2 separate regions of the Bombyx mori genome follow, and region 2 is linked to region 1. Evidence: chromatin contacts called from public Hi-C data. All regions are on one chromosome and are shown on one strand. Each heading gives the region's core, a stretch centred on a gene start, on an enhancer-like site or on the middle of the called end of the contact. The rest is flanking DNA. Distances are from core to core; before and after follow the strand shown. Region 1 overlaps LOC733061 (actin-binding LIM protein 2). Region 2 holds the start of LOC733061 (actin-binding LIM protein 2).

Evidence for each region. A called contact is a pair of places that touch in the nucleus more often than the background predicts.
Region 2: a contact with region 1 is called in a Hi-C map of midgut, with 1.9 times the contacts expected there. The contact joins the promoter of LOC733061 here to the enhancer-like site in region 1. A contact is called at or near these places in 4 of 7 Hi-C or Micro-C datasets (middle silk gland, midgut, posterior silk gland and 1 more).

The regions. Positions count from the first base shown.
Region 1 is chr26:7,158,208-7,164,454 of ASM3026992v2, reverse strand. LOC733061 (actin-binding LIM protein 2) reads left to right here. Exons shown (of 19, transcript XM_062676336.1): 8 at 2,265-2,336; 9 at 3,983-4,160; 10 at 5,406-5,533. Among protein-coding and RNA genes, the nearest start is that of LOC134201485, 30 kb to the right of the region's middle. Within about 2 kb of position 2,249, at least 6 of the 8 cell types and tissues checked have open chromatin away from gene starts, as enhancers often do.
Region 2 is chr26:7,243,392-7,249,638 of ASM3026992v2, reverse strand. LOC733061 (actin-binding LIM protein 2) reads left to right here and starts at 3,454. Exons shown (of 19, transcript XM_062676336.1): 1 at 3,454-3,707. The coding sequence starts at 3,704. LOC101745507 (ubiquitin thioesterase trabid) reads left to right here. Exons shown (of 19, transcript XM_062676337.1): 19 at 1-2,682.

The sequences.
Region 1 (6,247 bases), core at 1,000-3,499:
CAGCCCCGCCAACGCCGCGAATAAGTGGCGGTGGCGGCGCACTCCCGCCCGTGCAGGCAGACGTGAGTCAGATCGTGAACGGTTACCGTCGCCCACGGACTTCAGAGCAATGCCAGGGTCAAAACCAGGCCTCTGTCTACCAAAACTTAATTGAAAATTTCAATAAATTACAGTCAATGATTTTAGCAAAAAAATTAATAGTCAGTAAAAGTAAAACATAAACTGAACATATATGGTATTAAAATTGTATAAAATAAATTCACACAAGATTTCTGAAAACTTGATTTTGCCTTCACCATGATGATGTAGGTAATTACATAACTACACATTACGGTCAATCACCTCATCTACATTCCTTAGTAATTATTTCTTTTGTAGTTTAATAGCAATGGTAGTGACACAAAAATACTGCATTATTAGTGTATTTAATGACAATGTAAATAAGCTCTAACCAGTTATCAAATGATGCGGTCTCGACTCTAGCCACAAAACTTTATTTAAATGTAATGATATTATAATGACGTCATCACCAAAAGAACCAGACCAGCTAATTGAATAGCAAAAATTAAAATTGTCAACTATTTAATAAGTAGTTGTCTAAAAATGGAAATAAAATTTTTTGCGGTTCTTTTTGTTTCGTTTTTCGTCAGTAGTAATTAACAAATTTTAGATGGGTAGATGAAAATTTCGCTAATCTTCTTATTCCAAATAGTATCATTAGTACATCATTAATAATATAATTAAATAGTAATAATATTTTAATATGGATAACAAATATTTGAAAAACACGAATTACCAATACGATTATTAAGTTAAGGTACGTACGCGTACGCATTTGCGTGCAGCGAGTGCGTGTACGTGCATATTACATTCGCACGCACTTCACATTCGGCATAATTTTCCTTTATGAGGACTTAAAAACGAAAATTATATATTCACATTTTATTATTCATAATACAAATTAGCTTTCTCTTTATGGTATCTTGTTTTGATTTTGTAGTTTTTTGTTTGCACTGATTGATTGATATTTGTTTTACAGCCGTAGTTGCAAACTGCACTCGTCGTATTGTAAATGTGTTTTTGTTTTTCATAAATTCATTTCATCTTAGTCTTGTAGATTTTCATTCCAACCGGACAACGGAGTTAAATAATTTATATATAAAATAAAGTTGATGGAAGAAACAGTTTGATAAAAGAAAAATATTGTTAATACAGTTCAATAAATTGAAACCATTTCATTGGACGTCAATTAAATCAAAGTTTTAATTCCAATAATAATACAGAACAACCGAGCTCTACCAAATTATACTTGTGGTTAAAAGTCGATAACAAAATGTTAATTGTTCTTCTTTAAATTACAAACTCTTAAAACCACAAAACAGCTTTAGTTGTTTAGTTGTTCATTACCCAACAATTTATTCACCGTGTAGTTAATATAATAATATATGTATGAATTTTAGATTTGTGTGTGTGTGCGCATCAATGGGAACATTAATGCGCTGAAGGAAAATCGGATTTTTCATGAATAAATATAAGACTTAAATTAAATTACTATATTTTTATTGCAAATGAGTTGTTTGAAGTGCACACACACAACGGAATGCTTATGTAGTTATCGTCACTCAGAGCTGTTGCGTTAAATGAGCCTGATGCTAAATTAATATTAAAAGTGACAAATATCTGTTTAAAGAAGTCAGTTTTGTCTGGAACTGTACACGTCACAGCTCTGAGTAGCTCTCATGATTACGTGTAGCCAACTGAAAGTGTTTGTGTGGGCGTCATACTCGGCTATCGAATATAATAAGATATTATTCATTCGCGAAGCAGCTGCCCTTGAGTAGTTAAGTCTCCTCGGGAGGCGCTCGGGCAGCTGTTAGCAAATCTCACCCCTCCTGGCTAAGGGAGAAACTGGTATAGCCTCTGGACCACAAGTAATCCATTCGTCAAAAAAAAAAACTTTAAATTAGCTTACTTGTGTACGTCTCGCGAGGTATCATCAGCTTTGAGACTGAGCTTGTTCATAAACTACGTAAGAATAATCTCGAAAAAATCTCTCGAGTGAAATGAGACTTTCAAATTTTTACGTATGACGCTTACACAAAAACGGATCTTGACATTAGACGCATAAAGTTCAGTTTTGATTTTCAAAATGATCGTGACGTTATCAAACGCAACACGATGCCTCTAATGTTGAAATGTATGCGCTGTGTATGTCGTATGTGTGTAGTAGTATGTGACTTGCTAGTTTATGTTGTGGTACACAGTTCTCGCTGCGATCGCGCACACCCAGCGTCAACGGCTCATACTGCAGTCCCTACAGTAGCTTGACTAGAAAGGTCTGCTCACACCCTTGTATTACCTTTTATTTTTTTTCTTATTTTTTAAGCTTACAACGTGCCTCTTAAAGTTTGTACTGGAATATTAACCTAAATAATTTTTACTGGTGGTAGGACCTCTTGTGAGTCCGCACGGGTAGGTACCACCACCCTACCTATTTCTGCCGTGAAGCAGTAATGCGTTTCGGCTTGAAGGGTGGGGCAGCCGTTGCACCTATACTCAGAACTCATATCGTATTGATTGTATAGATGTCTATGGGCTCCGGTAACCACTTAACATCAGGTGGGCTGTGAGCTCGTCCACCCATCTAAGCAATAAAAACAAAAACAGAGTGTAAAGTAAAGAAAGTGAATTCTAAAAAAATTTTTTTTTTAATACGAATTTTTTAGTCCATAATTAACCGAAAAAGTTAAAGGTTTGGAAATAAATAAATAAATAAAACAACCTTTAGTTCATGTATAACTTTAAGAGGCATTTTTTTATTTATTAGTTGACACATTTACATGTTTTTTTTTGTCTTTTTATTTCAATTCTTTTTTTTTGTCTTTTTATTTCAATGCCTTATTTATGATTTACCGCATATTATATTTTCTGTTGTACCCTTCCCATGTCCTCGCACAATGTGAGCATGTTGATGTGTAAACTAACAAAATTATGTATTTACTTTCAGGAAATTTTCCCCATAACAGGGAATTTAAAATAGCTACATACTGTTTAACGCATTCAAACTTTACTCAGGGTCAGAGTTTCTTACTACAGAGTAAATAACTCATTACAGAGTAAATAGAAAATTTAACTGGAAGACTAAATAAAGACATCGGCTATTAAAAATAATGGGACATAGTGAGGAACCTAACCACACAAATATAAAGTAATTAGAAAGTCATCTTAATTAAAAAGTCATCTTAGTTTCAATTGCTTAAATGGAATTAATGAAACTGTGTTCATAGTATTTGGTCGACTATGTTAAATTTACGAAAAGAGGTGGATGTTAAAAAGGAAAATGAGATATTTGTTTGGGTTCGATCAGAAAACCAAGCCAACCGATTTTTAACATCCTAAGGTACTCCCCCAGATTATTATCAGTTTTATGATTGTCCCACGCAGTTGTAACATTAGAATATTTGTTATAAAGAACAATGTAATAGTATTTAAAAAAATATATATAATTGCCTAAGAATAATAAAACTATGGAAGCTAATTCCACTGCTTTTCATATCTAAAATTAAAAAGCGCAAAATAATAATTATCTGGTCAACCGAAAACTGACGCAACACGACCGCACGATACGAGTGCCACAGCGAACTGGCACGCCATTCTGTAGCTATTTTAAGCCCCGCCCTCCGCGGTAGCTATTTACGTGGAACCATTTTTGAAGCGTAATTACTTTTCTATAGTTTTATTATTCGTAGTTAATTGCACTAATTTGTTAGTGGGACAATAACAATAGTCGACGTTATAAATGTGGGGATGCCATAAAAAACAGATGCTAAATTAAATTAGTAAATGGCAATGTCAAGGACACACTAAAGCCACTGTCTATCCTTAGATCTTATTTAATTCAAACTTTATTTGGAGAAGGGGCGTGTTTTTTTGATAATGTCCAATCGTATAATACGAGTTGTGATGTCGGCGGCATGTCCAGTACGGGTACCGAGCCGTGTCCCCCGGGCTGGTGCTACGCGAGTACCGCGAGGCGGGCGCGTGCAGTCCGCACCGCATCACCACGTACTCGTACCTCACGACGGAGCCTGCGTACCTGCGCCGCCCCGTGCAGCCCTACGACCGCCCGCCCACCTCGCCGCACTTCCACCGCCCGCCCTGTAAGTAACTGTGACTTGTGAGTCCCTACGAGTACGTACTGTTAGTGGGGGAGGATCCAGGAGCTTTTATTAAAAAAAACTGCGACCGACACTGAGTTTATTTTATAAAAGAAATCATTTTTTCCTCATATCTATTGCGCGGACGAAATTTTCCACACTTATAGAGAATAAAAAAACATTACACACACACGCATGCATACGATTTGTTTATTGTCAAACTTTTCTTATTGCCTCTTTACAGTCTGTGGTCGAATTGAGAATAGATTAAATATTGTTTGTCTTTATTAATATTTGTTTAAAGTGTAATCTTGGCGAAGTCTGTGATTATGAAAGTATAATAGTCTTTGACAATAGAATCATAATAGTGTATTTAAAACTTATAATTTCAATTTATTATATTCGAATTTTGATTACCGGGGGAACACTAGTTTTATTGAAATGGCTAAGCAATAAAAAATAAAGCATTCGTTTGTTTTTCGTATTGCCTCCATCGTTTTGTTTGTAGTAATACAATCGTATGCGTGTAAGTGAGAGGGTATTTACAGCCCACTGAGTTTCTCGCCGGATCTTCTCAGTGGGTCGCGTTTCCGATCCGGTGGTAGATTCTACGAAGCACTGCTCTTGCTAGGGTTCGTGTTAGCAACTTCGTCAGGTTTGAGCCCCGTGAGCTCACCTACTAGTTAAGGTTACGCTGAAATAGCCTCTCAAGGCTCTCAGCTAGGATTATAAATAAAAAAATACTCCACGTATACTGTGTTACTTATAATATTTTGTATTCAAGTTTAACAATATTTGCTATGTGCATTCCTATAATACTCATGTTGTATTTGTTATTTTAGCTGTTCTAAACACACACTCATCACTTTTAATTATTATTCTCATAATCCTCTCGCAGGTCTGCTGGAAGATTTCTTAAAGAAATAAGCAGTGCCTTTGTACATAAATTTTCCTATTACTCTGTATTATGTTTTCTTTTTTGTGTGTACATAAATAAATAAAGTGAGAGGGTAAATGTTTATTTATACTTACTTACTTATTTAAAAAAAAAAACAAAAAAATATTGAGAAAAAACAAAAAAAAGCCCGCTGAGTTTGTTTCGCCGGTTCTTCTCAAGACTGTGGCTTTTTTTGGAACCGGTGGTAGAGTTAACATTGTTATTTATATTTTGACATTCAACAAGTGTGTTATAATGACATCTAAGTTGAAATAAATGATTTTGAATTTGAATTTGAATTTGTTTGGCAGCGTCGGCGAGCACCCGCGCGTCGTCCCGGGCGGGTAGTAAGGCGTCGTCCCGCCCCGGGATGCGCGTGCTGGTGGACTCTATCCGCAGCGAAACGCCGCGACCCAAGTCACCGCACATGAACAATGAGGTAATTTTTTTTACTACGCTTTTATTAGCTTCAGACGTATGTATGTTTGTGTGTAACGTAATCTTTGAACGTGATTTTGATTGATTCAAAACGTCGGATTAACTCGATTTTGGTATACTTGTTAAGGGCCGATGACAATTTAATATTAAAAAACATATATTGAAAAACTTGAAATTAAATTAAAAAATAAATAATAGTTTAAAAAAACTAACAAAATACGCTTTTATAGAAAATACAAAAAAAAAGGAAATTAAATTCAATTCAAAATCAATAATTAAATTAATTAGATTGTACTCATCTACCCACTAATGTAAAGCTTTCCTTCTTTGAGAACGGTTAGCTGGTAGATAACTCAATTGTTGAGTTAAGCTCGCCATTTTTTTATATCTTATCGCAATTACTGTATTATATTAACAGTGTGTACAAATAAAGAATAAAGAAGAATAAAGAATAAATTTGAATAAATTAGATAAATTTGATATTATTTAGAATTCGTTTTGTTATTTCCGACGCTTCGACTACCTACTTTACAGTTTTCATGGTCACCGACTGTTAAATTGGTATTTTTTTATATTAGAATTTTGTTAATAACAGCAATCATTTTTTTTATATAAACTATTAAAATTAACCTTTGTCGGTACACAAAAATCAGAAACTGTAAACCCTAAAATTGGTTTTTATTAATGTGCGTTTCACAATACAACAAAGGCCCTA
Region 2 (6,247 bases), core at 2,205-4,704, 84 kb before region 1:
AAAATCATCGGTATTTTATAATTATTGTTACCGAGTAAAGAGGCACCTTCACTTGTGTACGGCAACAATGAATGGTGAAGAAAAAGATGGCGCGTAACGGAAAAATGTGACGCGTAACCGAAAAATGTGACGGTAAATTTTTTTCCAACGCCGATAAAGAAGTTTCACTTCAAATATATTTTCGGAGTTGAAAAAAAAATTAATTGAACGGTCATGAAGGTTAGTTATGAATCAGCACTTAAATACAAAAAAAAAATATTTTTTTCCTTTGGTTGTAAAATAGAAAAGTATAATTTTTCAAATTAATTGTTTTATTAAATTAAGATGTATTATAGAATATGATTATGCTATTAATATGTTTAGCGTGGTTTTTTTTTAGTTTTGACTTTAATTCTGATAGGAAGCCGTTTGTGATTGTATCATCATTCGAATTTTCAAAAGATTACATTAACGCGAAAACAAATCACTTTAGAATATAAAAAATCAATATAATTCTGGCACTTCGTAATATAACGGAAAGTAATTGCTGTATCTATCCAAAAGTACGTATTCGACGAACATTCTAGCAAACCAAACGGATTTGAAAAACACAAGCACTTTTAGTTAGTTAGATCGCTCAGTAATAACAATGTTTTTTTTATTACCTAGAGCAGCGGTCGGGGAACCGGGGTAAATTACCCCAAATGAGGTAAAATGAAAATTTGGGGGGTAAATATGAAACTTGTGAGTAAAAAGTATATGTTGAAGTGAAATTTCTTTAGAATCGTTGTGATTTCAAACTCGATGAAACGAAATGAAACGAAACGAAAAATTTTTTTTTTTTTTTTCAAAATTATCTTGTGTGCTATAATATGAATGATGCTAAAAAGAAGCGATTTCGTTATTTTTTGTTCTTCGCCATGGGGTAATATCAACTTACACAAAAATATTTTGGGGTAATAATTTAAAAAGTTCCCCGACCGCTGACCTAGAGGGATGGACAAGCTCCCTACCTGCCTGCCGCATAAAGAACACTTGACCACATAGATACCGGAAATCTACCTTGAGACATGACTTTAAAGTCTAGAACAATCTAACCAAAGAGTAAACAGTTTTCTCATATCTGATGAATGGTGGCATCATAATTGCCATGGACATATACAGGGTGTTTAGAAAGTAAAGTTTCCAGAACCGAAACTGGAATATTCGGAAATATACTTATTTAAATAGGAATGGAAAACATTAGTTTAACGAAGTCAAGCATCTCCGTATGCTTTAGTATGTTCATTTATTCTTAAATCTCGATACAACATTAAGGCAAAACTGTAAACAAATATTCCCGAAAAATACAGCTGATATTAATATATTCTAGTCATATTGACGTTGCAATTTTTATTTTCTAATGTTGTTCTGCCAGGTATAACTGATACTGCCTTCTTCGTTTTCGGGAAGTTCTAATTCACCCTCTTTAAAGGGTGTCCTCTAATTCGCCCCCTCTTTCACATGTGTTAGAAGATGCCTTAATGTATCGAAGCTATCAGTATAACCTTGGGATCATGGTTTAAAGTTGCACATCTAGAGGCCTGTGCCAAAAGGGGTCAGAATTGCGGGCCAAACTCTCAAATTGTATTTACTTTTATTAAAACAATGCTCTAAAATAAATACTCGATGTGTTTTAGTAATGTTAGATGATGCGTTCTGGTAAAGATAAGTTGTCACTGCTGTTGGCGCGTACATTATTGCTCTTCTTCTTTCTTCTTCGTCGCTTTCTTCATTGCTGAAGGTCGTGTCCCTGAAACTTGACCGTTGCCTGTCTCGTGAGCTGTTTCCATCTCGTCCGGTCCTCAGCTGCTCGAATTGCGGTTGCGACTGGCAACCCAGTTAGAGCGGTTACTTGATCACACCAACGGCTAGGTACCTAATCGGCCGCGGGGTCTCTTTCCTTCTACTTTGCCCGTCACAATCACTTTGTCCAAGTTATCTGACTGTCTATATTATTAATAATCTTATTACTACTTATCCATGAATGTCAGTTTTATAGTTTCAGGAACAAGTAAATGTTTTTTTGTTAATTTTACGTGTAATTGGACTGTTTGTCATATTTGGGAATACGTTTATCGTTTGGCTAAATACAGCAATACTGTCGATCGAATACGTTGTACGGCTTATAGCCAAAAAAAACCGTCAAGTAACAGCAACGAAAAAAAATAGACACGGCCCTTCTAAATTTTAATGCTAGAGTATTGTGATCGGTGAAGCGCAAGACAAGACGTTCATTAAAAAGGGTCGTTCAAAAATAAACTTTCTGTGAAAACAAATACGCGCTATTGTAAATATTTATGCCGCCGCCTTACTCTCATTAGTATTTAGCTGTTAACCAATGGTGCAATACGGAATATAGAAATTTTGCTTTAGAGGAAAAGGAATAACTCGCTTGGGAGTGAATGGTATGTTTGCTTCGTTCGATTCAGTAATGCAAACTGGAAGGAATGAAATTTTGAGGGCAACAATAAATGAACTATTGATCTTATAGGTTATATTTTACTTTTTCTTTCAACAAGTTGTAAATATGTTCACCGGGTACGTTCGATTCGAACGTGATTAAAAGCGCATCCGTTAATTTCATTGTGAACTCATTTGATTGAAATTGTTTCTGTACCTTACTAATTTTAATCAATAAAGCACTTATTTTATGAAAATGTTCTTTATTTGTTTTATTCCTAGATTTCGACTGAAATCATAGATTTAAAGATGCGGCCTGTGCGACGATAAGTGGCAACATTTATAGTACCTAGCTACTTGGTCTTGGTGACCACTTAATACTGTGTAGGATGTCACCTGGTCTATCAGGTTAATTATTCACACTACTAATGCTGGAAAATTGATTCAGAATTTGCTGTCAATTTTGTTGATTCTTTTGATCTAAAATCACACTGATTTTATTATTTAGCGAAAGTTTTTTAGGTACAATTTTTCGATTGACCCATATATCATACGTGTATGTGCTGATGACTTAAATTATTTTGTACTTGAGTTGCTATTGTATGTTAAAATTATGGACAGAAAAGAGACTGTCAAGCACTCTTCGCGACATTTTACGAAATAATATGCTCTCTGTTTAGTATGAAACTAAAACGCTTCCAGCTTCCTTAGGTCTGCGAACATGAGGATTGTTTCTATACAGTGGTATTCCATTCTTTAATCCAGAATAACATGTCTATTCAAATACTATAGACAGAAATTAGGTAACATACTAGCTGCTACTTCAGATGCATGATAGAAGTTTAGTAGTAGCTTGAAAAGGCTTAGCCACGTAGGCCATTATCATCAAAGTATTCTGTTTTTATTTCACTCCAATATAGAAATGCCTGACGAAAATAAAGCAATATTATGTCTGTCTGAGTACGCACATTGTACATGATTAAAGTTTCACGTTGAAGTCCACAGTGTATCCACAGATTATATCGTCTTTTGAACAGAGAGCGGCACACGCGCGTTTTTGACAATAGTTGAAATCATTGAATTGACAGCAATTGCATCGGCGGGTAGCATTGCGTTCGAATATAAATTCAATTAGATTTTTCCTTGAGAATCACATAATTTTTAATCTGTTTATCACCGCTAATTTGATGTGTGTAGTAATTAATGTTAACGTGATAATGAATATTTAGTGAGTCCAGTAAATATTCCTGAGTTGCGACCTGGCGTGAGCGGTATCATCAAAATGGGTGAGTACGCCGGTTATTTCTTTTATTTTTATTGAACTTGCTGGACATTTATTGTGTTTTCGATCAGAATATCTAATAGTAAGGGCACTGCAATTTTTCTTCGTGAAATTCTTATGTGAATAATATAGTCAGCGCTGCTGAATTTTTGCTACGATTATCGATTTTCCTCATGCGTCCTTTTTGAGTTTGTAAGCCTAAAATACGCATAATAACAAATTTACCTTTGGCTGTCGTGCTATTTTCAGGTTGACGTTGATATTACACCGCAAATTTATTTCCAAAAAAATTAAATCATAATTTTTCCTTCTCAATATTTCTTTAAACCAAATAAAAGAAATAAATACGAAACATTTAGCTGAGAAGTGTTAATATTTTCATGTTGTAAGAAGTTACTAATTTTTGTAACCTTGAGTCTACTTGTTGCCTAGAAAAGTATGGAAATTTCTGAGTAACTTCAACAAAAACTAATACTATTATTTTATTTAGTTAATTTTATAAGCATACTTCATTAAATAAACATTATGGAATTAATTACAAATATTACATAAATTCTTTTGGGAAAACTTAAATAATAAAAATAGCAATTAGTAGTAAGTAATATTACATGATTTGTGAATGAATTTGTAAAGGATATTGTAAACTCAGTCACAAATAATTTTAACAAAAATTGCAACAACAACAATTTGACTAAAAATAATTAATCAAAATCAAGTTGATTACGATCAATATTAAAATAAAACAAATTCTACAAATACATAAACATTTTAAATCACAAATTTGAACAAACTTATTAAACTAGTTTTGAATGGATTTTGTTACAAATAATATTAAAAAGAAATGTAATATGAATGACAAAGTTCATACTTATATGTAAGATTCCTTAATAAAATTAAGACCGCTCTAGGATTTTATTTTTGTTGCAACTTGACACAGTGAATAAATAGTAAATCAGAATGAACTCAAATGAGGAATATTGATTACACGAATGAAAACTTAATTGCTATTTGTATTTTTAAGTGATAAAGTCACTATCTCATAGTAATTTTTTTTTTAAATAATATTGTTAATTTTCAGACACCTTGCAAATGAATTAAGACTAATAAGTTAAACTAATTTACCTTGATGTTAAGATAAAAACTGCACAAAACACACTGAAGATAACAAATACTGATAACGAATTTCCATTTTACTATCTTCAAATGTTAAAAGAGATAGCTGAATATTTAGCACTAGCACTGCATGTGTTCAGTGCATAGAGAATCTTCACCATCACACATGAATATGTGATATTAATTACCTATAAAATATTTGAACTACTATATACTAACCTGCTCATAATCGATGTACCGATTGCAGGTATCAACTCAAAAATATGTAGATTGTATGTGCAGTTTGTAAATATTAAATTTAATTTAAGTATGATAAAAAAATTCATCATCATCATCAGTCTGCGGCAGTGCACTGCTGGACATAGGCCACCCCCAAAAAATTATTAAAAAATTACCCATACTTAAATTAATCATATTATTTGCAAATGTCAAAGTAAATAAAATAAATTAGAAATATATTTAAATTTGCTTGTTATTTGGTATAAAAATTATCAAAAAAAGTTAGATTACTTTATTTTTACCAGTATTATGTTCTATTAACATTACTTTAAACTAGGACTTCAATATAATCTGAACAAATTTTATATTTCCGCAAGTTTCATTTAAAAATATCGAGGGGAAAAATGAATTTAAGCCAGTTTCTCCTTGTCAAGTGTCAGTGCCATTGTGCGGTATATTTTAGTAATAAACATATAAATTGAAGCTGTCGTAAAGGGCGTAGGCCATAATGACCTGAAGGCTGATGAAATCATTGATGCAGGGCTGGTGATCATCGAAGCGGCACGGTGTCCAGTTACGGTGTCGGGATCGCATGCTCCACCGGTTTCTCTCGTTACCATGATGTACTGTCTCCAATTTAATATTCTATGATTACTAGGAAAATTTGTAAAGGTTATACAAAAAACATTGATGATGTGTTCATCTAATCCAGGGGTTCCCAAACTTATTTTGTCTACTGCCCACTTTGTAAATAAATGATTTTTTAGCGCCCCTATTTTTTTACCTACTTAAAAACCACTATAGCCAGAGCTCAGTCGGTATCTAAGAGTGCTCCTAGATAAAATTACAAATCGCCTCACAAGCCTCTACACAACGCCCCTATTTTTTTCTGGGTCTCCTTCCGCCCCTCTTTAGGTCTGCAGCGCCTACAAGGGGGCGTTATCGCCCACTTTGGGAAAGGCTTTAGAAATTACGTGGAATACGTTTTTCTATGATGGTCTAGTAACTCAAATTATGCTTGAAAGCTACAGGAATCATTTTGATTGCGGTTTTGTGATTTTTAACTTTACTACTATTGCTTTAGTGTTTCTGCACCATACAAACGAACTTTTGCTTTAGAATTGCGTATCATCCATCTAGAGGTATATATATAGAGAAGCTGAGTGTATTTGAGCCCGATGCTATCCCTGGTAGTTCACAAAACAACTTACG